Linked DNA regions of Mus musculus: region 2 is linked to region 1. The links are chromatin contacts, called in public HiChIP or PLAC-seq maps. All regions are on one chromosome and are shown on one strand. The core of a region is the stretch at or near the end of the contact, and the rest is flanking DNA. Distances in the headings are between cores, read along the strand shown.

The links. HiChIP or PLAC-seq counts read pairs in DNA pulled down with a chosen protein or histone mark.
Region 2: an HNF4G HiChIP or PLAC-seq map of pancreatic cancer cells shows a contact between it and region 1. The contact joins the enhancer-like site here to the promoter of Akr1b10 in region 1. A contact is called at or near these places in 2 of 39 promoter capture datasets (the HPC-7 cell line and hippocampal neurons), 3 of 115 datasets of contacts at active chromatin or transcription factors (effector CD8 T cells, memory CD8 T cells and pancreatic cancer cells) and 1 of 9 other capture datasets (pancreatic islet).

The regions. Positions count from the first base shown.
Region 1 is chr6:34,379,303-34,386,362 of GRCm38.p6, forward strand. Akr1b10 (aldo-keto reductase family 1, member B10 (aldose reductase)) reads left to right here and starts at 4,945. Exons shown (of 10, transcript NM_172398.3): 1 at 4,945-5,105. The coding sequence starts at 5,040. It also overlaps the pseudogene Gm13858.
Region 2 is chr6:34,492,100-34,498,946 of GRCm38.p6, forward strand. The region is part of intron 2 of Bpgm (2,3-bisphosphoglycerate mutase); the gene reads left to right. Among named protein-coding and RNA genes, the nearest start is that of Gm52898, 16 kb to the right of the region's middle. Within about 2 kb of position 3,377, at least 68 of the 459 cell types and tissues checked have an H3K27ac peak or open chromatin away from gene starts, as enhancers often do. A contact at or near this core is called in the HPC-7 cell line, effector CD8 T cells, memory CD8 T cells and 1 more, where this site is marked.

The sequences.
Region 1 (7,060 bases), core at 3,695-6,194:
TCATATACATTAAATAAATAAATCTTTAAAAAGAAAGTTTCCTTAAACCTATCTCAATGTATCTTTACAACGGATACACCCGATCTTTACAACAGAAGTCAAAACTGGCGAGTAGAGATGATCCGCTGCCCGGCACTTTGGGTTTCGGGAATCCCTTAGACTTGAAGGACATCACTGAAGCGCTGTTTGCCACAGTCTGCAGGATCCAGCTGAAGCTCCTGTTCTTCATCATTGCTTCAACTTGTGGAAATCATCGGCTCTGTCCCGGGTGGCCTGCTTTAGCATGTCTGTTTGAATTCTGGGTTCCCGCTCCGGGTTTGGGCCTGGAGTTATGTGCTGAAGAGGTTTGAAGGGTTCTGTTGTGAAGTACCGGGATTTTCATTCTGGCTTCGATGTGAACCTGGAGCCTTGTTTCGTGAGAGAGGCTGCCCAGTTGGAAGACTGACTGATGACTTTCATGTTGAGAAGCTACCACAGGGGGCTTCTTTAAAGCAGCAGGAAGCTAATCTACTTTTGCTAGATCATTCTCTTCTACTCCAGGCAACCCTGCATCACCAACTCGTTCTTTCCCATGTGGAAGATGATTGCTTGAGGGGTCCTCATTCTTATTTGCATTATGTTCAGGCACATTTGGAATATTTGTAGGTGCTACGTGGACATTTCTACCCAATTCTTTCCATCATTTGATTGAATCTTATGGGCCTCCTTTTGTTCCTGCAAAAACTGATCTGCTAAATTTTTTTTTGCTTTGTTTGTTTGTTTTTTTTGTTTTGTTTTTTTTGTTTTTTGTTTGTTTGTTTTTTTCAAGACAGGGTTTCTCTGTATAGCCCTGGCTGTCCTGGAACTCACTTTTGTAGACCAGGCTGGCCTCGAACTCAGAAATCTGCCTGCCCCTGCCTCCCGAGTGCTGGGATTAAAGGCGTGTGCCACCACGCCAGGCTGATCTGCGAATTTTTAAATATTTTCTTCATGTTGCACTCTTAACTCCTTGATCTGCAATTCACACTGAAAACTCTCGTGTTCTAACCGCTTTACAAGGTAAGTGTTGTTTTTCCTTCATTCCTGAAGCAGATCTTCCTGTCAAAGAGACTCCTGACGAAGCTCAGTCAGTTGCTCCATTAAATGATGTATGTCTGCCATTTCTCTCTTGAACCCAGTCGAACAGGCGTGAAGGAAAACGCTACACAAACTTAGTTCAGAAACAATGGTAACTCAATCTCTGGGTGCAACAACTAGAATCCTATTCTTGTAAGCCTTATTAAATCTAAATCCTCCAGTGATGAATTGCCAGAATTTTCCATAAGCCAGGAGACACTAGTAGTGACATCTTGCCCTCTCGCTATCCCTGTCTTTATTAAAACTTTACTAAAACAGTCACCATGTTTCAGGCTGTCTATAGGAGAAATAAAACTGTAGGGAACAATTTCATAGTTCTTTATACCCATTTTAAACCTCAGGGTTGGGACCCTGAGGTCACTGTAGCTCATGGTCACTGTCTTAGTCAGGGTTTCTATTCCTGCACAAAACATTATGACCAAGAAGCAAGTTGGGGAGGAAAGGGTTTATTCGGTTTATACTTTCACATTGCTGTTCATCACCAAAGGAAGTCAGGACAGGAACTCACACAGGGCAGGAACTTGGAGGCAGGAGCTGATGCAGAGGCCATGGAGGGTGCTGCTTACTGGCTTCCTCCTTGGCTTGCTCAGCCTGCTTTCTTATAGAACCCAGGACCACCAGCCCAGGGATGAGACCACTCTTGATCACTAATTGAGAAAATGCCTTACAGCTGGATCTCATGGAGGCATTTCTTTACCTGAAGCTCCTTTCTCTGTGATAACTCCAGCTTGTGTCAAGTTAACACACAAAATCTAGCCAATACAGTCACATTCACTTTCTCTATGCTGGCTGAACCCCAACACAGGCATCTGCAGAAGATGCAGGGCTTCTTTGTGTGGATGTTTTTTTTAAAATCTAGAGGCTTGACTGTGTCTTGAATGTTTTAGTTGTTCATTGTAACTTTCCACAAGGTCATTAATACTCTAAGGATGATACGTATAAATTAGACAAAGGTAAATCTCTGAAGTGCCATCCATGAGGGTGCCTTTCAGGCCACTTGGTCTGGCCAACCAGTTCTGGCCTGGATGACTCTTGTGTGAGTCTCCTGTCTTAAAATACACAGCTCTTCTCTTCATCTCTCTCCAGAGCCTTTGTGTTGAGGCCTGCCCTCAAGCCCAGCATAGCTGCAGCCATTTTGTTCCATGCCTGTCAGCTATTTCATATTGTTGCTGTAATTTGCCTGCCAGTCTTTGGTACAGAAAAATAACTTGACTCAGAGCAAGGTCATGCTGATCACATATCCTGTTATGTTCTATATGTTCTGAGCTTTGTTAGTCTTAAGAAATTCCACAAAGCTTTACATAGGACCCATCAAATTAAAGGTCAATATGAAGTGTTATGTCTAAAATGGCTTGAATCAGAGCCAACCGCTAGGCAACACTTCCTGCACCTGTGTATGAGCTCATTGTGGTTTTAGCCTTTATAACCTGACAGAGAAAGATGTTCAGAGTTGTAACTCAGCCTCCAAACTCTGAACTACAGCCCCAATTGATCATTCTTAGGATATGTGTCCAATAAACCATCCCTGTCTGACTGAGATCGGTGTTCATGTGGTTTATGAGGCGAATCTTGGACTCCAACACTTTGTAATATATATATATGCAATGTATTCTGTAGACTCTCTCTCTCACACACACATACATCAGAAGTTCTACACATACCTTCTCAATCCTCTGTTCCTGGAACTTACTCCTGCACCCCAATCTGGCTCCCACACAAACTTCTGGAAGACAGGGACTGCATTCTAGCATTGAGTGCAGCAAGTGGCACGTGACAGACACGGAAAACAAGAGATAGGGCTTTGCTTATGATCTGAGCCCCTACTCACTAGATGCTCTGGGAAAGCTGAGAGGTGAGAAGCCAGAGAAAAGGCCAGAGAGGCAGAGAAGCATAAAGTAGCCCCTGTCATTGGGACCTACTTGTCATCCAGTATTATGTTGAAGTAACTTGCTTTCTGAAGCCAAACCTGACTTAATAGAATGTCCTAATGAAGTCTGGAAGGAATCCAGGGGCAGGGTTGAGAGGGAGTGGAGAGGAGCAAGTGGCAGCATGGTCAAGTCATTAAATCTGAAAGAAAAGCAAAGAAGAATGAAGAAACTTTTTTATTATTGAAAGAAAAGAGGCTGGAAAGATGGCTCAGTGGGTAAGAGCACTGACTGCTCTCCCAAAGGTCCTGAGTTCAAATCCCAGCAACCACCTGTAATGAGATCTGACACCCTCTTCTGGTATTTCTGAAGACAGCTACAGTGTACTTATGTATAATAATAAATAAATCTTTGGGCCAGAGCGAGCAGGGCTGACCAGAGAGAGCAGAATTGACCAGAGCAAGTAGAGGTCCCAAAAATTAAATTCCAAACAACTACATGAAGGCTCACAACCATCTGTACAGGTACAGTGTACTCACATACATAAAATAAATAAATAAATCTTTGAAAACAAAAAGAAAGAAAAGAAGGGAGGGGAGGAGGGAAGCAGGTGAGGGGGGAGGAGGAGGAGGAGGAGGAGGGGAGGGGGAAGTAGGAATGAGGGAAGAACAGGAGGGTGGGGAGCAAGGGGGAGGGGTGAGGAGGGAGGAGGAGAAGGAGAATTTTAGTAGTAAAAGATCATGTCGAAATGACTAATAGGTAATCTCTACTTCTAGACCAATTTACTCCCATGATCTTACAGCAATTGTGTGAACACAGATGAAATTACACACTCACACAGCCACGCCTGACACAGAGGCTACTATAACCGCACATAATGTTACTCTGTGTTTACTTTTGTGTTAAGGAAGTTGAGATTATGATTCTTTCTTCTTTGGTCCAGCCTCACATTACTGCTTTTCAAATTCATACATTAAAAAGAGTGACTGGCCCAACTTGGGATCCATCTCATGGGAGGGCGCTAAGGTCTGATACTATTGCTGATGCTGTGTTGTCCTTACAGACAGGAGCCTGTATGACTGTCCTCTGAGAGGCCCTACCAGCAGCTGACAGAGACAGAGGCGGATACACCCAACCGTTGGACTGAGGTCTGGGACCCCTATGGTTGAGTTAGGGGAAGGACTGAAGAAGCTGAAGGGAAGAGTGACCCCATAGGAAGACCAGCAGTCTCAGTTTATCCGGATTCCAGGGAGCTCCCAGAGACTGAGCCACCAACTAGGAGCATACACGGGTTGGTCGGAGGCCCCTGGCAAAAATACAGCAGAGGTCTGCTTGGTCTGGCCTCAGTTGGAGAAGATGTGCCTAATCCTTGAGAGGCTTGAAGCCCCAGGGGAGGGGGAGGTCTGCGGGGGCACCCTCTCGGAGGCAAGGGGGAGGAGGAATGGGATGAAAAATTTTGGGAGGGGGGACAAAAGGGGGGACGGGAATGTAAATAAATAATAAAAATTGAAAAAAAATTCTGCAAGGACATCCGTCAATTGATTTCCCACCGATATCTCTTGTTATCAATATTGTAGCTAGTGAAATAGTGGTTTCAGAAATAATTGATGTGGCTAGTCTGACAGTAGTGGGTTATCAGTACTAATCGATATCAGAATGATTGCTATATGCCTCCTTGTTTGCCTTGAATTTTTTTTCCCTAGCTGAAAACTTGTTGGACCCCTAGAGTATGTGCACTCTCGAAGCAATGACCTTCCTTAAATAAACTTATGCATTCATCTTTCACTGCCTGTTATTTTTGTCCACACACCTGTGCGGGCACTGCTGCGGGAGCCTTGCACTCTGCAGCAGGGAAACTTAGTATTCTGCAGTGTTTACTGCTGGTCAACCCTACGAAAAACCGAAATGCACTTCCTGTGCCAGTGCCCGCCCCCAGGCTGTGGCTGCTAGCCAGTAGGAAGAAGAGCCTGTCTCCTCAAGGACACGGAACCAGTTGCCAGACTCCTAATTTAGGCAAAGGCTCCCGTCTGTTCCCTTTGAACCGTTTCTGCAGCAACCATGGCCGCCTTCGTGACGCTCCTTACCGGAGCCAAGATGCCCATTGTGGGCCTGGGCACCTGGAAGGTGAGTGCGCAGTTTTTGGGCAGCTGCTTTTTTCAAGTGGGGACAGGTCTTGGCACGTCTTCCTCTTTGCATAGCATTTGCCTGCCGGGTGGGGGTTGGGGTCGGGTAAGGCTGGAACTCTACAGCCTTGACCCAAGTTGCTTTCAGTTTTTGTGCTGCTTCAGGCCTCAGAGCTGGCGTCTAACTTCCCTAACAAGTGTCGGGATCCCAGCTGTTCCTGGATTTTTACAAAGTACAGCAAACCATCATCTCCAGGCAGTTATTCTCGTCGCAAGCTTTTCCTCAGAATTACTTCACAGTTTACAAGTTTTGGCTGTGTATTTATTTCTGGTTGAATTATTTAGAACGAGAACGCTGAGCTCCAAATGACCCAGCTGCCCTTGCTACCCATGCTGAAGGACCCCATTACCTACTTCAGAGTAGTCTGGGAGCCTGTGAAAGCCCAGTCTCAGACCCCAGCCCAGGCACGTTCACTTTCCAAAGACCCCACTAGTTCCCACATGTTAAAGCCCGAGCAGGATCAGGGTGGCAGAGAGACTGAGCGAGAGTCAGCTCAGGTCCCACCCTGGCTGTGTTCAACTCACCTGGCAAGTTTCTCCGAGGCTCATCTCAATGCTTAGTGAAACGGTTTTGGACCAAGCCAGAAATTACACATCCATCAAAACAATAACTAATCACTTGCAGATCTCCAGGGAATCAACTCACATGGAAAACTTCACAGAGATGAACTTTCAGAATTTCAACAGCAGACGCAGACTGTAAAGGAGTTGGGCTCAGGATGAGTAGCCCGTGCTGCCAGCAGTGCGCGTGCAGGGGGGCGGGGCTTTCAGCCTGGACCTCAGTGCCTCTGAGTGGCTGGAAGCAATTCCTTGTCCCAGTGATGGCGCAGCTGTTGCTGTTTTATGATCTTTTAAAAATTAGATTTATTTTTTATTTAAATTTCAAATGTTATCCCCTTTCCTGGTCCCCCCTCCAGAATCCCCCTATCCCATCCCCCCTCCCCCTGCTTCTTCCCTCACCTACCCACCTACTCCCACCTCCCCACCCTCGAATTCCCCTACACTGGGGCATCAAGCTTTCACAGGACCAAGGGCTTCTCTTTCCATTGATGCCCGACAAGGCCATCCTCTGCTACATATGCGGCTGGAGCCATGAGTCTCTCCATGTGTACTCTTTGGTTGGTGGTTTAGTCCCTGGGAGGTCTAGGGTGTCTGGTTGGTTGATATTGTTGTTCTTCCTATGGGGTTGCAAACTCCTTCAGCTCCTTCACTCCTTTCTCGAACTCCTCCACTGGGGACCCTGTGCTCAGTCCAATGGTTGGCTGCAAGCATCCACCTCTGTATTTGTCAAGCTCTGGCAGAGCCTCCCAGGAAACAGCTATATAAGGCTCCTGTTAGGATCCACATTGGCATCCACAATAGTGTCTGGATTTGGTGTCTGTATGTGGGATGGATTCCTAGGTGGGGTAGTCTCTGGATGGCCTTTCCTTCAGTCTCTGCTCCACATTTTGCCTCCATATTTCCTCCTGTGAGTATTTTGTTCCCCTTTCTAGGAAGTACTGAAGCATCCATACTTTGGTCTTCCTTCTTCTTGAGCTTCATGTGGTCTGTGAATTGTATCTTGGGTATTCCAAGCTTTTGGGTTAATATCCACTTATCAGTGAGTGCATACCATGTGTGTTCTTTTGTGATCAGGTTACCTCATTCAGGATGATATTTTCTAGTTGTATCCATTTGCTTAAGAATTTCATGTAGTCATTGTTATAGCTGAGTAGTACTCCATTGTGTAAATGTACCACATTTTTGTATACATTCTCTGTTGAATGACATCTGGGTTCTTTCCAGCTTCTGGCTATTATAAATAAGGCTGCTATGAACATAGTGGAGCATGTGTCCTTGTTATATGTTGGAACATCTTCTGGCTATATGCCCCAAAGTGGTATAGCTGGGTCCTCA
Region 2 (6,847 bases), core at 2,127-4,626, 110 kb after region 1:
GGTTTTGAACACACGAGGAAGAATTAAAGGGTATCTTCCCAGAATCTGAAGAAATGGTGTCCTGAAGGATAGACAGTGTTTCTTCTATATCATCTCTATTAATTTGATGAGATTTCAGCATTTTAAAATTTGTTATAGATGTACTCACTCACCAACATAGGAGCACCACCCTTAGGCCTGTGGTCTTGTATGTGGAATCTTGAGAAGGCTAAGTTTATAGGGTTTTCTGTGCTATTTGATAAAATATCCCATTGGCTTTAGAAGCTACCCTTTCTCCAAAAAAAAAAAAAGAATGACTTTCTTCCACTTGGTAGGGGGTGGGAGGACACCTCACCTCTCTCAGAGGCATCAGAGCTTACAATGTGTATGTTTATTGTGAAAATTTACCACATTGCTAGTGTACATTCTATAGTTGTCTGCCTCACAAGACCCATTTCTGATGGATACAAATTATCTTGATGTAATTACTATTACCTTTTACTTCTAGAGTTACCACAGATCAGCCAGTAAATGACAAAGTCACTTTACTGTATGGTTGTCTTTAGACTTAATGACTAACCAGAATTCATTAAAATTAACAGTCTTTGCAATGCATACTTCCTGTATTCACAAAAGTTGCCAAACTTACATTGATTAAAAAAAAAAAAAGGTAAAAATTCTTGTTGTAGATACATCTGATTCTAACCCATGCTTTCTGTAGGAATACATATTTATATAAAAGTGTCCCCCATAAAATAGGGGTTTTTAAGGACCTGGGGAACTTTCCCTGTGTTGTCCTTAAACCACACATTACCAATTATAAAACTACTTTAACTGTTTGAGAACTAACTCAGAGGTGGGGATAGTGGTGACTCCAGTTAAGGAATTATAATATTGTTCTTTAATATGCTCACAACATTCACCTGCCCTCCTGTCTACAGGGGCAATGTCTGTGTATGTCAGCTGTGCAAGTGTTGACTTTAGGATGCTTTTTAAACTTCTCGTGTATTTGGTACTGCGGCATTACTGCAGTCAGATCCTGGCTGTGCTTAGAAGACAGGACCCAGGGTGGTGTAAAAAAAATCCAGGAAGGCCCCGGATGGCTTGGCCATGATGACCACAGCCTTCGGTCAGAATTGTCAACTCTGCCCCAAGACCAATTTACTTGGCTTCTAAGCAGGATTGCAAGCAGGAGTTTTTTCATTTTAAGTTTTCCCCCTGAAGAATGGCTCTTTTCCTTGCTTATTCTTTCTTCAGAACATTACAGTGTAAGCAGCGGAGTCAAGAGCATCCCTAGCAGGTCGACCAGTTTTTAAAAAGGTAACTTAATACAAGGAAATGAGTCTTTAATTATTACCGCCACTGTAACACTGTGGCCCGCGAATGGCACTCCCTGGGGGAAATGAGTCTTTCGTTATTGCCGCCATTGTAACACTGTGGCCTGTGAGTGGCACTCCCTGGCACAGCTGTACAAAGAGGCTGTTTGTGGAGCTCATGCTTCCTGCCAAGCATAGTCCTAGACATTTTGCACAGATATCTTGTTTCATGTAGAAACCTGAGTGTGGCCTTTAGCTCTCTGGAGAGCAGTAGCTCAATATTGGGTTTTACTCTGTTGTTTACTGTCTCCAAATCCTATTTCTTTATTTCATGGGATCAATCACTGATCAGGAGGCTTGACAGAAGCTTTAGTTAAAACAAGCAAGCTTTTTCACACCCCAGTACCGTGGATGAATCCGTCACAGCATGCTAGGTGAAGAAACCTCAGCAGAGAATGCTGCGTACCGCCTCGGCCCACGCATGTGGCACGTGGGAGCGAACCAAGCTACAAGGTCCAAGCAGAGCTGAGTGGCAGAGGCAGGCTGCATGTCTGCAAGGCGACTCGGGGTCAGGGGATGCTAGGCTCTTGGGCATCGTCACTGCAGGTGCCTACACCTTTATAGACGAAGCTTAACGGAGCTGGCTGGCAGGTGCTTTAGTGTTAATGTAGTGAAAATGGTGCCTCAGAAGAGACCGGCTTCATTCAGTGTAGTCAGTAAGTGAAGTGCCCTTAATCGGGACCTTAGTTTGTGTTCCACAGAGTGATCGTCTGAGTGGGATTCAATCCCAGGACCCCTATTTGCCACCGTATTCTATAGCCATGTGCTTCCATCTGCTCTCTCCACATACACACAGTGGAATTAGATGAACACACCTCCCTGTGTCTTGAAAACTCGAGTGGGCATTGTTACGGCCTTTTCAGTCTTCTGGAGCTGTGTGGTGCCGACTCTCTTCAGTGCCTAAGCCATCAGCAGGCCAGGGCCACCCTTCAAAGTTCTGCTTCATGAGATGTTACACCGAAGATGCTGGAAGAGTTTGTGTGTATTTTTATTTTTATGGTGCTGGGGATTGACCCAAGGAGCTCACACCTTCCAGACCAGTGCCCTGCCACTGAGCTGCACCCTAGCCTGACCGTGTATTTTGTTAGCCTTGCCAGTGTTACTTATACAGGTTGTGAAGCCTTCTGATGGCTTTTCAATCCCAGACTGATGACCTCTTATTTGTCACTGTATTCTATAGCCTTATGCTTTCATCTGCTCTTTCCACTTGTACACACACACACACACACACACACACGCACACACACCCATACCCATCTGTGTGCTTCTAACATCATCTAGTAAGGCTAGAAGTAGGTTATGGACCTCTTGGAGTCAATGTGTGTGAGCAATACAGTTGAAGACAATGTTACTGGTTGGAAGTTAGCTAACATTCTTACCCGAGGATCACCACTTTAGGAGCCTCGTGGCAGCATCTCTGACAGGCTCCCTGTCTGCTGAGCCTGGTCTGTAACCTGCCTAGTAACGTATTTCTATTAGAGATCGATTTACGTGTAATCTGAGAATGCTTAATATTTTCAGAAGACAAACAAGGCATGGGATACTATACAGTAAGAAAATTCCCCCAGGGACTGCTTCACTGGTTTTCAGAACCATAAATAATTGCCTACAATCTTGTCAGTAAGTCCAGGTTAAAGCCGATCTCGCCCCTGACAGTTGTGCTTCTCACAACGCTGCAAGAGAACTTTGAATGCCCGCGGGAGAGCTAAAAGCAACCTGTTGTGCACAGTTCCAGACAGGCGTGTGTTTCTTTTTCTTGTGGTTGGCATAGTTGCTTCCTGTTTGTTTCCTGCTGGTCCACACTGAAGGAAAAGCCGAGTACCTAACTGAGTGTTGGATGTGGTCTGTACCTTGCCAGAGGAAGTAGATTGTTTAGTCTGGTTTAAGCACAGGATCAGGCAGATGCAAGACAGGGATAAAGAGTGGCGGCAAGAAATTTGTATAAGACTTGGACTCTGTCCCTGGAGAAGTGTACACAGCTGCACACACAGCAAGTCAGACACAAGGTGACGTGAAATGAGAGAAATGAGAGGAAAGGTCAGCTAGAGCTGGCTGCCAATGGCGGCTGAGGTGTTTGTCACCTTTGGCATTTAGTAGGATATTTTCAGAATCATGGAGTTCAAGCCCTCTTTCCTGGGAGACAAATAATTGCTTAGTGGTAGAGCTGAGCTAGCTTTTATGCAAGCCTACAAAATCTATAGTAGCCTTTATTCTTAAATAGCGTAAGATTTTAACTGTAATTTAACTAAACAAATTAAATTATAATTATTTGAATACATTATTTAAATTATAAGTGATTTAAGTGAATAAATTTGGTAAATTATAGTGAATGAAAAGTTAACTAAAACTGAAAGGTGAATTCATCTCTCTCTTGCTTAATTTTAAAGCAGCAGCTATTACCCTGCCATCAGGTTACAGGGTAATTTAATACCCTGTTTTCTTTGGTTTCCCCAGGCTATCTTTTAATTGTATGTATGTGAAACTAAAAATTTAGAAGTCTAAAATTAAATTTACTTGTATGGTCACCTGTAATGGACAGTCTCTTCTTTCAGCCCTTACTGATAATAGAAGAATACACAGCGTCGTTGTCCCATAGGTCCAGTGGGGACAAAGAGGGGTGGGTGGGGGTCTCACAGTTGGCTGCCACCAGATTCACTGAAGCTGGGTGGTGTTTTTGCTTTTTTGTTTTTAATCCTAAAATATGGGCTTTCCTTTCGTCCTGTAGCAACTCCTCCTGTGTCCCTGAGTGCTGCTTTTCCCCATTTCCTGCTGCTAAAAGATTTGTAGGCATTTTAGAGAAAAGCCAAAGAACACACAGAACAGATTTGTGCAGTTTGCTTGATTAGCACTAGGTATAAACAACTTTTTTGTTCCAGGCTAAGAACTGTTTAAATGCACCTCCCACACCTCGTTTCTTGCTCAGTTCATAATGAGAAAAGTCTTTAATCAAGGCTTCAACAATAAAGACTAGACTTGAAAGCCAAGAAAGTTAGAATTCACTCAGTTCAACTGTATGCCCAGGGCCCAGTGATTCAAGTCCTGCTTTTGGCCCAGGAGCTAGAGTACACATGAATGAGTGAGACACACAAGGTCCTGCCTATGGTGGATCCTATGTGCCCCTTCTGATCTTTCAGAAATGTCACCCAAAAATGCACATCTGATATGACCTTCCTTGGAGTGCTCTCATGCAAAAGCCTGTTGCTGGGGAATCTTTAACCTTTATTCCTTATAACCTGCAATCCCATGTAAAAAGTGCATTCTTGGTGGATCCAGTGGTGACATACCTAATGTATCTGACGGACCATATAGCTCCATGTTTTGTGCCTCCTAGCAGGCAACCTTCGAAAGCACTGCTCACAGATGCACAGATTCCAGTTATATTCTTGTAAGGATGGTGAGGCACTGCCCGGAGAGCTGGAGTCACAGAGCAGAGTTCTCATTCTGGCAGAAGCCAGGATTTGTTCAAGTGCTTCTCCCAGAGGTGTTGGGTGGGGCATTGTGGTTGAAGTACAGTGTCCTGTGTTCTAGTTTGTTACCATGACTTAGAGGGAGTGCCGGCAGGTTGACTTTCTTTTTTTCTTCTTCTTCTTCTTCTTCTTCTTCTTTTTTTTTTTTTTCAGTTTTCCGAGACAGGGTTTCTCTGTATAGCCCTGGCTGTCCTGGAACTCACTTTGTAGACCAGGCTGGCCTCAAACTCAGAAATCCGTCTGCGTCTGCCTCCTGAGGGCTGGGATTAAAGGCGTGCGCCACCACGCCCAGCCTGCAAATTGACTTTCGGAAGCTACTCCTGCACGTAGAAAATAAGTTATTTAAGTTTTCCATTTTGGGTATCAATTTACTCACATGGTTTTCTCCTAAACTTTCGTTCTTTCTTATCTGAAATGCTTCCACCATTTCCAGTGGTTGCAGTGGGTTTCGAGAAGCTCCTGCATAGAGACTGGAGAATTAAAGATGCTCTAGGTATTCCGATGCTTGCCTATGGTAGGCTCGGCCCTCCAGAGGCTGGGGTAGAAAATTTCCAGTTCAAGGCAAGCCTGTGCCACATAGTTAAACGCTGAAGACACCAGGTGTAAAGTGAAGAGATGGCTTCAGAGGGACTGTGATGGAAAGAAGGTAGAGAGAGAGAAAGAACCTGGTGCCATTTCCAAGAAGGCGCTCTTGGACTTGGTTAAACGTGAACTGGAGACTGGGGTGGTGTTCTGCTAGAATGTGTGAAGCCCTGCCTTTTGATCAACAGCGCTGCATAAAACTGGGTGTGGTGGTGCAGGCGTCCTCATAGCACCCGGGGGGGCGGGGGGGGGGGTGGTGGTGGTGGAAAGAGGAGAATCGGAGATTCTGTGTCATCCTCAGCTACGAAGTGAGGCTAAGGTTAGCCTGGGCTACATGAGTCCTAATGATTTAAATAAATAAATAAACAAATCAATAAATCAAAAGCTGAGCTAGGCAGGAGGTGTGATACCTGACTACACATTTTAGCTTCTGTTTGGTGGCCCAGTGGATGGATTTTTAAGAGTATAATGCATAGCATCTTTTGCTGGTTTGGTTTGGGGCAGTGCAGCGGGGAAGTTCTGTTTACTTAGCTTTCCTAGGATGAAGCATTTAGTATATGCCAACTTTTAGTAACAAGCAATGGCTTCCCTGTGGTTTTCTTAATTTGCTATTTTAAAATGTCAGCCGCTTAGGTCTCATTGACTGATTAGTAACCAGTCTAAGCATTTTAAGAATTTGTAAGTAATTAGTTTACTCTGTGAATAGCTTGAGGCATTATTAAAATAGAATGTTAACTTCATTGGAAACTTTTTTTTTTTAAGTTCTCTTTCTGTTAGTGGCATGCTATAGTCTGGAGGCCTTTGTTTAGTGGACTCACACAGGGATGAGTCATTAAATAAAAGCAAACCTTGGGCAAGGACTTGGCCTGCTGGCTCCTGTTGCATCGAAGTCAAACCACTGAGTCCCCTGTGATGCACTCCAGCTTCCTGATGCAAACCTAGAACATGTTTCTGAGATCGCACAGGTGACCTCTAGACCTGGCCATCTGCTTCCTGGGCTTAGCTGTTTTAAGTCAGACAGACTTGCTCCTCCCTGTTTCCTGTGAGAACACTGGGACTGATGTCCAGTTAGCACGCAGCCTTTACCAGAGCTGAGCAAAAATTAAAACATTCTCTTTCACCTTCAGTGTTAGAAACAGCAGTAAACAATGCAGAAGACCAGGGTTTAAGTGCTGACTGCAAGGACAGCTCAGTTTTTATAGACTTAAAAGCCTTGAGACTTGAACAGGCCTTTTGGATCTGCTTAGTATTTTTGTTAACAGCTGTAGTGAGCTAAAACCCACATGTAACTGCCCCTGAGAGTGGTTTTTAGTGTGTAGTTAGTTGTACAAGTAACTGTAGAGGATGGTTCCAGACGTCCCTGCAGTTAACAAAAATCTGTAGGTCGATGTTCAAGTCCCGGTGTGAAGCAGGTGGTGTCTGTACATAGCTGATGCACGTTGC